Regions from separate parts of the Mus musculus genome. Here region 2 is linked to region 1. A link is a contact called in public ChIA-PET data. All regions are on one chromosome and are shown on one strand. Each heading gives the region's core, a stretch centred on a gene start, on an enhancer-like site or on the middle of the called end of the contact. The rest is flanking DNA. Distances are from core to core; before and after follow the strand shown.

Region 1 (6,272 bases), core at 319-2,818:
CGTGTTTGTCTGTGCAAACCTAGCCCCAAATATGGGAGAGAGAGAATGGATATCTGTATGGAAGAACAATGAGCCCTCTGCCTGGTTGTGTGTGTGTGTGTGTGTGTGTGTGTGTGGTGTGTCTGTGTCTCTGTGTGTGTCTGCTTCTGCCTCTGCCTCTTCCCTTCGACCTCAACAACAGAGAAAACTGGAAGGCAGGCTTTCACCCAGACTAGGCCATCAAAATCAAAAACGGTTTGCAATTTAGAGTGGAATTAACTCAGCAAGCAAATCCATGGAAGGAAATATCTCGCCAAAGATGATTTTATTATTGTATAGATAATCCTCTCCCTCCCCTCCCCCATCAGACTGAGACTAAAGAAACCAGTGTACACCAGACAAAAAGGTCTCTCTTTAAATGGAAAGCAATTATAAAAGCTATTTGAAATCTAACCTAGGATGTATTATTCATTTGAGCTGCACTAAATGTCTGTTTTGTAATCCACCAAGCTCACACTCACTAGTTAATCTGTTTTGTTTTGTTTAGTCTTAAGAATTGCTTTGCAGAAGGCTATTTCAAGATTCATACAAAACTACTTTTTCAGAGCCACCTTAAAATAGCAGCACATACTGAAACATTTAAAGCACCCAGTTTCTCAAGGGCACATTCTGCTGAAATCAATGTTTGAAGTCTGTAATCAAAAAAAAAAAAAAAAGTAAGCAAACCTTGGAAAAGAGACAGAGGATAATGACTATTCAACAATGAATCATTTTATTTTCATTTCAACAACTTCTCAAGCGAACAGTTTCAAAGGAAACCTGCAATACTCCCTCAACACAACACACACCCCATTCGATGTAAAACTACCTTCTTCCCATAACCCTAAAAAAATATAAAGAAAGAAAGAAGGCACCCTCCTTCAGACAGCAGAACTTAAAATCATGACAGAATTCTACGCCGCTCCAAGTGGTATTTGGTTCCCTAATTTTGGAATCACAGAGCCTGAGAAGAGAGACACAAAGGAGGAGTCTTCCTCCTAATGTGAAATGAGACTTTAATGAGTCCGTTCCCAGACCCCCACATTCACAAATATCCAAGAAATGCACAGCTTCGGGTCCTTCCCTCTCACAGTTGAGCTGCTCAGCTAGTGGCGTGTAACAGTTTAACCTCAGACTAGTTCCAGAGCGTGCCTAAGAAGCCAAGAGAGAGCAGGGGTCAAGAAGCACGTAGTACAGTCACCTGGCTCGCACAGGACCAAAGGCAGCGTCCGGCCCATGGTTCCCCGAGGGCTCGCCTCCACTCTCACCCTTCGCATTCCGCCTCGGCTTTCCCGGCCGAGCCCCACCGCCCACCCAGAGCACTCCGACCCCAGAAAGAGGGGCCGAGGAGGGGCGCCCGCGGCGCGGCGCTGACAACTTGGACACTTACCTTCCCCTCGGGCGCTACACCATCAATGAGAGGGGTGGCGGCCGGGCTCCGGGGAAAGTGCAGGGACCGGGAGGGAGGCCGCGGGGGCCGGCGGCGGACCGAGGGCGGTGGGCGCGGGGCCGAAGGGGCCGGCCCGCGGGGATGCGACACCGGGGGGCTGCGGGGCTTCCCTGCCGGGACTTCGACCTCCTCGGGTGGGCCAAGCCTTCAGCAGTGGGAGCCCAGGACCATGTCTGGTTTTGTGGATTTTTTTTTCCCAGAGGGCGAGTGGCTCCCACCGGAGGATGGTAGGGTTTTTTTTTTTTTTTCCTACCCCTCAACTAGGAGAGAAAATGAGGCGGAAACAAGGTGGGGAGCGCGTGAGGGGACGAGGCGCGGGGAAGGAGGCGGGGACCGAGGCCCGGCGGGGCGAGAGGCTGCGGAGCGCGGGGGGCGGCTCGCGAGCGTCTGTGGGAGCAGCGGCACCTCCGCGATGGTGGCGGAGCCGCGGGGCTGCTGCGCCGACCCGCCGCCCACTCCGCGCTCGGGCCCGGCCCACCTCGCAGTATCGACCATCACCATTGGTCTGTCTCTTCGTGACGTCAGTAGAGGACGGGCCAATAGGAGGCGGAAGGCGGGCCTGGGGGCGGGATGTTTGCTCCAGCTCGCTCTTCCATTTTCTTTTTTTTTTTTTTTTTTCTTTTTTTCCTCCTTTTTTTTCTTCTCTCTCTCTTTTTTTTTTTTTTTCTTCCTTTTTAATAAAATGAGCAGAAGGCAAGGCAAGGGGAGAGGCCAGGCTTTGGTGGCGGCGCGGCCGAGCCCTTAGTGCACGCTCCGGGCGGCGGCCGGAACCTGGGAGATGGGCTCCCCGCCCCAGGCGCGGCTTTGTGCTTGGTCCGCCCTGCTCGGCCACAGGCAGAGCTCCCAGCGGCCAGCCCTGTACTGACCCTCGGGATGGTCTACCTCAAGCGGGTCGGTCTTAGGGGTGGGCTTGGCGACTGTCCCCTTGCTCTTATTATTACCAGAGCCATAATTGCTTATTTCATTTAAGAGACAGATTCCTATTCCTTGAGGTTCAAGGGGAGCTACAGAGTGGATTCGAAGTTATTTGTTCTGATGGGTAGTTCATAATGTTTTAAAAATAATGTTTGACCGAAACTGAAGTGAAAAAAAAAAAAGAAAAGAAAATGTGAATTGGTGAATTGTGCTGCTTATTGATGAGAATAATAAAAGGCCTCATTAAGTAATAAAGAACAGGGCTCAACTGCTCTTTGCAGAAGACCCCACTTCGGTTACCAGCACCCACATCAGGCTGCTAAAGCTGCCTGTAACTACAGCTCTGAGAAATCCAACACTCCTCTAGCCTCCATGTGCACAAACCTACACACACACACACACACATATGACTTTAAAAAAAAATAGTAATAAAGAACAGACCATTACGACGGAGAGTCTTTTAAAGAGAGCAGTAGCTGTGCCCTGTTGGGGGAGGGGAGGCGTAGACTAGTTTCACCAAGGCCTGGTGGCTCTTACCTGTTATCTTAACACTAGAGAGCCAGAGGCAAGAAGATCTTAATTAAAGGTTAAGGCCCACCTGGTCTACAGTGTGAGTTGCAGGCCAGTCAGAGCTACATTTGGAAACTCTGTCTTAAAAATGCCAACAAAAAAGGAAAGGAAAATCCAAGTATCACCTTTAAAAAATATTACTATATTCCCACTATGCTCAAAGACATTATCACCATGTGTACCACATACTATAAGCCTGAGCCAGGGCAAGCCAATGCTCCCATTCTACTTAATATAATTTATAGGATCGTGGGGTTTGGAATTTTAATTATAATTACCAGTTTTTGAAATGCATATCATGTTTATTGAGTTCTTTCACAGACTCTGGCATGAGTCCAGGGCGAATCATCAGCCTATTGTTAGTTTGTTAATATTCTGTAAATGCTTATTGGTGTCCTTAAACCATACACTCTTCTCAGAGGAGTTAAGGTCTGTATATAATAGAATAATTAAAGGATAGAGCTTGGCTTAAAATAATTCACCCATCTATTTCAAATAGAGGGATAATTTTCTCTTTGGAGTGTCTATTCAGATTATAATTCCCACATCCAAAAGTTCCTTTTAAAAATAATTTCAACTAGCAGATGTCATTGAACTGTACGGCCCAAGAGATCTGAAAGGAAATGGGGTCTTTTTTTAATTTAACATTTTTTTTCTTCATAAGGGGTATATGCATGCTACAGTGATCCCAGGAAGGCTTTTGGGGGTCTTGGGTCTCTCTAGTCCACTCTCCACGGACTCCAGGTTTGCAGTTCAGGCAGTTAAGCTTGGCAGTAAGAGCCTTTTTACCTGCTGAGTCTCCAAGGCCCACAACTAAGCCTTACCACTTACTACCTTTCAACAAGAAAAAACTCTTCCCTTTCAAATAAAATGAGAACTTGGGAATAAAGAGCTGGCTCGATGTCTAATAATGTTTGCTGCTTGCTCTCCCAGAGGTCTGAAGTGCAATTCCCAGCATCCATGCAGGGCAGCTCACAAGTGCAGCAACGTCAGCCGCTGGGTCTCTGACACACTCTTCTGGCCTCTGCATTACCTGCACACATATGTGCATACACAAATTAAGAAACACAAACATGGGGCTGGTGAGATGGCTCAGTGGGTAAGAGCACCCGACTGTTCTTCCGAAGGTCAGGAGTTCAAATCCCAGCAACCACATGGTGGCTCACAACCATCCGTAACGAGATCTGACTCCCTCTTCTGGAGTGTCTGAGGACAGCTACAGTGTACTTACAATAAATAAATAAATAAATCTTTAAAAAAAAAAAAAAAAAAAAAAAAAAAAAGAAACACAAACATATATATAAATAAAATATGAATTAAATTAATGATGGCTAAAAAAGAAATGAGGAAGATAGCTAATGATTTTTTAATATTATTTATTTTTTACTTATATGAGTACACCAGAGCTGTCTTTACACACACATCAGAAGAGTGCACAAGATCCCATTACAGATGGTTGTGAGCCACCATGCGGTTGCTGGGAATTGAACTCAGGACTTCTGGAAGAGCAGTCAGTGCTCTTAACTACCGCGCCATCTCTCCAGCCCAATTTTATTATACCTGACTAAATTTTCCAGGAATTTTTCAGTAACTAAGCTGCACTCAGGCAGGTGGATCTCTGTAAATCAAGCCCCTCCCTGGTCTACATAATAAGTTCCAGAATAGCCAGGGCCACCTAAAGAGAGACTCTGTCTCAATAAAAATCCAATAAGTAAATAAGTATTTACTCCTTTTATATGCATGCATGTGTTTATGTGTACATGCATGACATACTACAAATGTGGAAATCAGAGGACAAACTCAGCTATTGCCTGGGTTGTAGGGATGTGGTGGTTTGAATGAGAATGGCCCTCAGAGACACATATATTTGAATACTTGGTCCCCAGTTTGAAAGTTTGGGAAGGATAGGAGGTGTGGTCTTCTTGGAGGAGGTGTGTCACTGAGGGTGAGCTTTGAGGTTTCAAAAGTCTCTCTCAGTTCCCAGTGTGCTCGATCTCTGCTTCCTACCTGTGGATCAAGGTGTACCCTCTCAGCTGTTCCTATCCGATTGCCTTTGCTCCACCATGATGGACTCTAAACCTCTGAAGCCACAGCCTAATAAACTCTTTCTTCTATAAGATGTGCTATCACAACAATAAAAAATTACCTAAGGCCGCCATCTGAACTCAGTCTGGCACAGCAAGTGAATTTTACTCCCTGAGCCACCCCACAGAAGACAGACCTTGAAGTTATGATCCTCCCGCCTCCACCTCCTAAGAGCAGGGAATTGGGCCTTTTTTATTAATACAGATGTGCATGTAGGTAGATGTATCCAAATTCCACATAATTATAAAGCACAATATGCTACAGGGACATAAAATTAGCAAACTAGGTCTATTTAACAGGTCCATGCATGAACTGTGGTCCAGCTACAGAGCCAAATGGCACAGACTCCCTGCCTAGAACCTCAGACTCTGATAATGAAATAACCTTTCTAATAAGAACAACTATGAACCCATGATTGAAAGCTCACTGTGCCCCAAGTGCCGTGTGCAGCCTGTTACGTTCTTTTGCCCACTCAGTACTGACAACAGCCATGAAGTGTGTTATTATCACTTTAACTTTAAAGGTCAAAGAACTAGGACTTAAGGAAGTTAAATAATTTGCAGAAGGTTAAAGAGGTCAAACATCTAGTAGGGATTTTTTTTTTATGTGAAATTAGAACATTTTTCCTCATTTTTTTTGTTAGCAAGCTTTAGAAAATGGGAAGGATTGTTGTTATTGAATCTAAAAACATCAAAGACTTTTGTTAGTTCTATAACCTTAATACATGCCAGCTCTGTTGTTATTATCGTTGTTGTTATTGGAATCACTTAGCCCAAGCTGGCTTTGAGCTCCCCGTGTAGCTAAAAAGGACCATCGCACATCCCTAGGTAGTGATTTTTAAAGATGGTTTTTTTTTTTTTTTGGTTTTATTTGTGTATGTACGGATGTTTTGTCTGCACATATGTCTGTGGACCACTTGCATGCCTGGTGCCTGCAGAGGCTGGAAAACATTGTCAAATTGCCTGAGACTGGAGTTACAGAGAGTAGTGAGCCACTGAGTGGGTGCCAGAAATCAAACCTGGACCCTCTGGGAGAGCAGCTGATGCTCTTAACTACTGAGCCATCTCTCTAAGAGTCATTTCTTTTTTTCTTCTCTTCTCTTTTCTTTTCTTTCTTTCTTTTTTTTTTTTTTTTTTTTTTTTTTTTTGGGTTATTGAGTCAGCATTTCTCTGTGTAGCCCTGGCTATCCTGGAACTCACTTTGTAGACCAGGCTGGCCTCGAACTCAGAAATCG
Region 2 (6,127 bases), core at 3,615-6,114, 570 kb before region 1:
AGCAAATATTTCATAAATGCTGTCCAAAAGGATGCAAAGAAAGGATGGTTTGTGTGTTCTCGCCTCCACTAGATGACCTTCTATGTGCCCCACACATACTGATCCACTTACAGGTGGAGAAAATGGAGGCCACAAGGAAAAGAATTTATCTCCAGACTGACAAAATAAAAGCCAAATGATGAAACTTCTTCAATAATTCCGAAAACGCCTAGCTAAGTATTTAAGAAATAGCAAGCTGGTGAAAGCCCCATTAGTTCAACTCCTGTCTCAATAGCCTTGTGATTCAGTTTGTCCCTCAGGATTTTAGGGAGATACAATTACAAGCAGGGCAACAGCACTGTATTGTTTTGTCATTGGTATTTTTCCTACAGAGCACAACAATCAACAGTACCATCCACAGACACAGGCAAGCACACACGGCATGGAAGAGCATTTCTTTCCGACATATGCAATGCACTGTACCTGTGAATGATGTGTGGATTCTGTTGTAATCTTAATGACAATGACCACAATGGGCTAATGATGGGAAATGAGTCTTTAAAACTTCAAGTTTATTTAACAAGCATTTAAATAACCCAATGGACAACTCAGGAGAGTTAAAATTAATACATAGGTGATGATAATGACATTCATAGGATACTGTCTGTCAGGAAGGTTTTCAGTTTTATCCTTGTAGCAGCCCTAAGGTAGGTGGGACACTACTCTCAATGACAGACGAGGAGCTTCTGCAACTAGATCTGACTCGGCTCCGGTGAGCCACAGTAATGCCACGGCTTACTTCAGGAAGCTTGGCCTCAAAGTTTATGCTCTCGACCATACCACAGCCTCTCTTTTAAAGTCTTAGGCTCTTCAAATTACTGGAACAAAATGACTTAAGATACACACTTGACTCCTCTGAATAAGGCAGGTACATTTTTTGGAGGGATTCTATTTGGTGTTCCCTTAGATAACCTGTAGCCTATGAAAGTTCCCATTTCACTTCCTCACATTTTCCTACTAAAAGTTATCAGTTATATACTTGGCCTAGATATCTAAAATGGGCAGATCAAGGTATAATCATCTATGACCAACTGGAATAATTCTTTTGATGCTCTTTCATCTTTACTGATACAATGCCTCGCCACAATGGAATCTCAGACATAGTCTCTGACCTCGCACAGGTTTACCACATATATCCAAGAAGCTTCCTTTAAACTCTCTCATTGCATGGATCCCAATGAAACCATTATAACTTTGCTCTATCACAAAACCTAAAATTCAGGCTGAAGAGATGGCTCAGCAGTTAAGAGCACTGACTGATCTTCCAGAGGTCCTGAGTTCAATTCCCAGCAACCACGTGGTGGCTCACAACCATCTGTAATGGAATCTGATGCCCTTTTCTGGTGTGTCTGAAGATAGCTACAGTGTATTCATATAAATAAAAATAAATAATTTTTAAAAAAATCCTGAAATTCAGTAATAGGATTCTTTTATCTGTAAAGCACTCTACAAATTACAAAGCTCTCTCTTATATACTATCTACACATCCCTGTAAGAGGCAGGAATTATAATCTCCATTTTTGCTTTAAAGAAATGAAGTGAGTTGAGACACCCTGCTGACTGAAGCATCCTACCTGGGCTGTTCTGCGCTGTCAGCCAGCCAGCGCTCTCTTCACCCACTCCTCCTTTCTATCGTCATTTTAGGCAATAGCCTTGGTTCTCCTAATATTCTTGCTGACCTAAAATCATGTTTCTATAAAAAGGAGGGCTACATAAGACCTATGTGCTAGCTACCTGCAATGACAGGAACTGGAACTCAGCTTTCTTCAGGTCAAACTCTAAGAAAGCAAACATTTATTTTCACAAATACATAGGAATGCTTCTTCTGGACTAGATTCATCAGATGAAGAAAAATGGTTGTTGGCTGATGAGGCCATCTAACGAGGATGAGGATAATTTCACATGGGGTTATCTCTCAAGGAAATGAGCAGGGCACAATGGCAGGATAAGGAGGCAGAGAGCTTATTTACACAGGTGGTCAGGGGAGGCCTCCACAGATAGGCGACATTCACAACTGATTTCCTTTTTTTATTTAGTTTTTTGTTTTGGTTTTCCAGACAAGCTTTCTCTTTGTAGCTCCAGCTGTCCAGACATCACTCTGTAGACCAGGTTGGCCTTAGAACTTAGAGATCTGCCTGCCTCTGCCTAGTGCTACTGCTAGGATTAAAGGTGTGTGCCACAGTGCTAAGAACTGATTTCTTAAATAACATAGCCAGCCATGAGACGAGGCCAGAAAAGAACATGTGAATTAAGAATCTGTAACTTGTGAAGTTTCTTCTTAGCTATGGGTTGTAAGAGCTTTTGAGCAGGAAGCTAACCATCCTATTTCCAAACTGAAAAGGGCTCGAATTCCACATTTTAAAGATATATTCAGCAAGGCCTGGGAAATCAGTCACTTTGCAATAGTCCCACTCCAATTTTACAGTACAAAGGAATTGACTAAAATATCAATGAAGACTCCTAATCTTGTCTTTTGAAGTTTGAATCCCACACTTTTTTTTCTTAACACCCATCCTGTTAAGCTAGTAATTTATAGTTTAGACCCTGAAGTTCACCAGTTTTATCCACATCAAGTTTAAACTGTGGGAATGATGCCAGAATACCACAGGTGGATGGTTTTTATCTAGTTACTGTTCATTAGCTTTCCCATGTCCTGGCCAAATGTCTGCAAAGGATGCTATCTACGTGCATCTGGATGGTGAGGCACCAGTTCATATTTATGGAGATTAGGAGCAGAGCTGCTTCTCTGGTAGAGGGAGCCAGGGACATTCAAATTCCTAGAATTACCCTGGGCACCACCTTTCCCTCCTCTGCTTGCCTTTCCAAAGCAACCTGATGTAGGTATGCTGACAATCAGGTCAGTTGCAAGCTGGTGTGGTGCACCTGTAATTTAGGGAACTTGCTTTTAAAAGCTACTATTAGTATGAGCTGAAAGGCAGTATTCATCTAGTACAGCTTTGGAGAAGTGGCAATAAAGACTCAGTTTCATAAAACATAAAACACCTAGAGACTACGACATAATTAAGTCATACAAAAGGCTCACCAGTATCTACTATGAACCCAAAGTAGGAAATCCAACTCATTAAAAAACAATAATTCTACCTCTCAAAAATATGAGAAATCCAGACATTTCATAGCAGCTATTAACAAGGAACAACAGATTTTCTTTCCAAACCTTATCAGTTCTTGGACCAATCCTGTTAAGCCTTAAAATGTAAACCATGCTTTCCTGCATGTATTTAATCAACATGAACTATATTCAAGGCTGTGTAAAATAAGAGCTGTTCAGGGCATTTTCCAGCCCTTAAGGAGTTTACCATCTGATTTATTTGCCAAGATACAGATTTACAGTTTGAGATTTTTACCACTGATCAGCAAATGTCCACCAGTGCACAGGAGAGGGAGTGAAGGCCATGACAGAGTGCCCAGCCTTTTTAAACATCTTCATGTATTTCCTCTCAAACCTGATAATATCCGCCAGAGTTGACAGGTTAGTACGAAACCAGCTTATTCCTTACAAAATTTGCTCTTTTACTGATAAAGGTATTTAGATTATCTTTGGTCTCTATTTTGGTAAAATCTCTCTTAAAATCTCCATGTTTCAAGAAAAAAAAAAATTTAAAGGCAAGAGCCACCACAGTGAACTCAAAAATGTCCCAGTCTTAATAGATGCATATTCACTATACCTGTATAGACTTAAGGAAGTGTAAAACTGTAGAACTTTTCTTTTTTCTTTTTTTTTCCAGGATGAAAAAAAAAAAAAAGGCAATTTATACCTCACCTTTCTTCACCCCTGACAGTTGCCTGGAAACCAGTCCTGCCCTACCTGTGCTACAGGTGTACCTCCCGTCACATCTCTTTTAAAGCTACAGTCTCTATTCTTACTACACTTAAGTTTATGACTAACAATCTATTCACATTTTTATCAGGTAGGAGACTGGTTTCTTTCAAGCAATGATGAAATCCTAATAAAGACTGAGGAAGCACCCATCCAGCACCACCAATCACGATTAATTTGAACAAAGATAGGATATACGTATAAAAACAGGATACTGCCAAGGAGCCTTGGCGTTTGAACAGTTCTGTCTGCATTTTCACTCCTTTAATATATAAGTCATTTAAGGCAAAGAATCATGTTTCTGGAGAGGAAAAGGCCACGGAACAACTCGGATGAATTAAAACAAATATTTTTTTTTAAAGGGGAATGACCTTCGTCGCCGAGTCTCACCGAGACTCAAGACTGGTACCAACCAGGGACTAGCAATCTCCGAGCCCACCCGCGACAGCTTCTCGCAGAAGCTTTCCGGGCCGGACCGACGGGTGCGCGGGGTGAGAGGGAAGATGGAGGGGGCCGCAGCAGTTCCACCGCATCCCTGGGCCGCAGCTGCACCGGGAAGACCGTGGAGCCGCCGCTCCGGAGCCCCAGGCTGTGGAGACGTGTCGTGTGCGCGCCGGTGCATGGCCCCGGCGAGAAGCCGAGGGCGCCCGCGGCCCGCCGCTCCTCACGCACCCCGGCCCATCCCGGGAAGCGGAGTGCCGGAGGCTCCGGCTCCAGCCCACCGCCCGTCCGCCCGCCCTCCGCGCCCCGGCCCCACGTCTCCCGACGCCCGCCAGGCCCCTTACCCCAAGGGAGCGGGACCCCGCGGCGCCCTCCCGCGCATGTCCGTCCCGGCTGGCTCAGCGCCGCGGGCTTAGGGGCCCGAGCATCGCGCAGGCGCCTCGCCGCTCTCTTGCCCTCGCTCTTTCTCTCTGCTCGCTCGCAGGCTATGCTCGCGCTCGCTCGCTCGCACAGCTCACGCTCCGCGCCTCGCACTCGGCCGCCGACGCCGGCGCAGCCGACGCCCGTATTTATACGGTGAGCGACAACGTGACGTCAACGCCCGCAGCCCCGCCTCCTTCACGCAGCCAATCCGGGCGGGCGGACGCTTAAAGGGGCGATGCCGCTACCGAAGAGTTTGCGTGGGGCCCGCCGGGCGGCGCTAGCAGCCTCGTCTCCTGAGGGGACGTTTCTATTTGGGCCGCCTCTGTGCGAGCTGCCTAGCCTAAGGACACCGAGTTTTCCTTAGAAGGTTGTGAGCGGCCCTGTTTCCATCCCCGGGGAGGGAAGTGACGCTGAGATGCACTTGGATCCAAGAAACTCAGGGAGCGGGAGAAAATGGGGATTGGAGAGGAGAGGGGCACCCCGAGGTGTATATATGTGTGTGTGTGTGTATGTATGTATGTATGTATGTATGTATGTATGTATGTATGTATGTATGTATGTATATCGAGGGATGGTCGAGGGATGGCGAGGAGAGTGATGAAGAACGGAGGGGGACGGTGAGGAACAACGAGGGACTGCTGTGATGATGCGAGAGAGATGAAGGGCGCTACAACCAGGGATGGATGACCATGAAGAAAGTGGTCTCTGGGAAAGAGGGCAGCGGACTGAGGGGCAGTAAGGGACAAAATGCGTCTGAAGACAGGAAGGGGCAGGGAGTGTCTGGCTAAGGACAATAAGGGATGGAGGGGCAGTGAGGAGCAGTGTGAGGCACTGCGGGACTTATAGAGAACCTCACTAATTGATCTAGGTAGTTAAGGGACGGTGTGGGAAAGGAAGGGACAGAATGGAAAGGTGAGGGGCAGCGCAGAAAGGTGAAGGACAAAGGGGACTGGGCAGTGGGCCATGCTGTGTGGGCAGGATCAGGGAGGCCTCACTCCAGGCTCCTCTGTACTTGGCTTGGCCTCCAGCAAGGCTAGGCTGATCCCGGGCACCTCCCCCAAACCTGCCCCCAGCCCTCTTGGCTTACCTGTCAAAGTGCTGTTCTCCATGTCTTTTGGCCCCAGGGTGGCCGCTGATGCCCAAGGACAAAACGCCATCAAGTCTACAGGGAGGAGGGTTCGTGGGGCAGAAATCCGGTGATGCAACTTAGGTTTATAGTTTAACCGTAAAATAAATAATACAATGATAAACCAGAGTAGTTCAAGAAAAAAGGCAAACAGACAGAAGCCCTCCAGTTTGGACTAGTACAAATTCCTCTTAATGGCACTCCACAGAGTAGAGAGCGCAGACCTATGGCTGACCTCTGTGGTCCGCACACAGAGCCCT

The links. ChIA-PET counts read pairs in DNA pulled down with a chosen protein or histone mark.
Region 2: an RNA polymerase II ChIA-PET map of memory CD8 T cells shows a contact between it and region 1, with 25 read pairs. The contact joins the promoter of Errfi1 here to the promoter of Rere in region 1. A contact is called at or near these places in 12 of 39 promoter capture datasets (the 3T3-L1 cell line, 3T3-L1-derived adipocytes, the HPC-7 cell line and 7 more), 1 of 484 Hi-C or Micro-C datasets (granulocyte-monocyte progenitors), 4 of 115 datasets of contacts at active chromatin or transcription factors (astrocytes, embryonic forebrain, embryonic hindbrain and 1 more) and 2 of 9 other capture datasets (adipose tissue and macrophages).

The regions. Positions count from the first base shown.
Region 1 is chr4:150,277,212-150,283,483 of GRCm38.p6, reverse strand. It overlaps Rere (arginine glutamic acid dipeptide (RE) repeats), which reads right to left and starts at 1,568. Exons shown (of 23, transcript NM_001085492.1): 1 at 1,409-1,568.
Region 2 is chr4:150,853,807-150,859,933 of GRCm38.p6, reverse strand. It overlaps Errfi1 (ERBB receptor feedback inhibitor 1), which reads right to left and starts at 4,864. Exons shown (of 4, transcript NM_133753.2): 1 at 4,663-4,864. It overlaps 1700045H11Rik (RIKEN cDNA 1700045H11 gene), which reads left to right and starts at 4,985. Exons shown (of 4, transcript NR_040649.1): 1 at 4,985-5,108.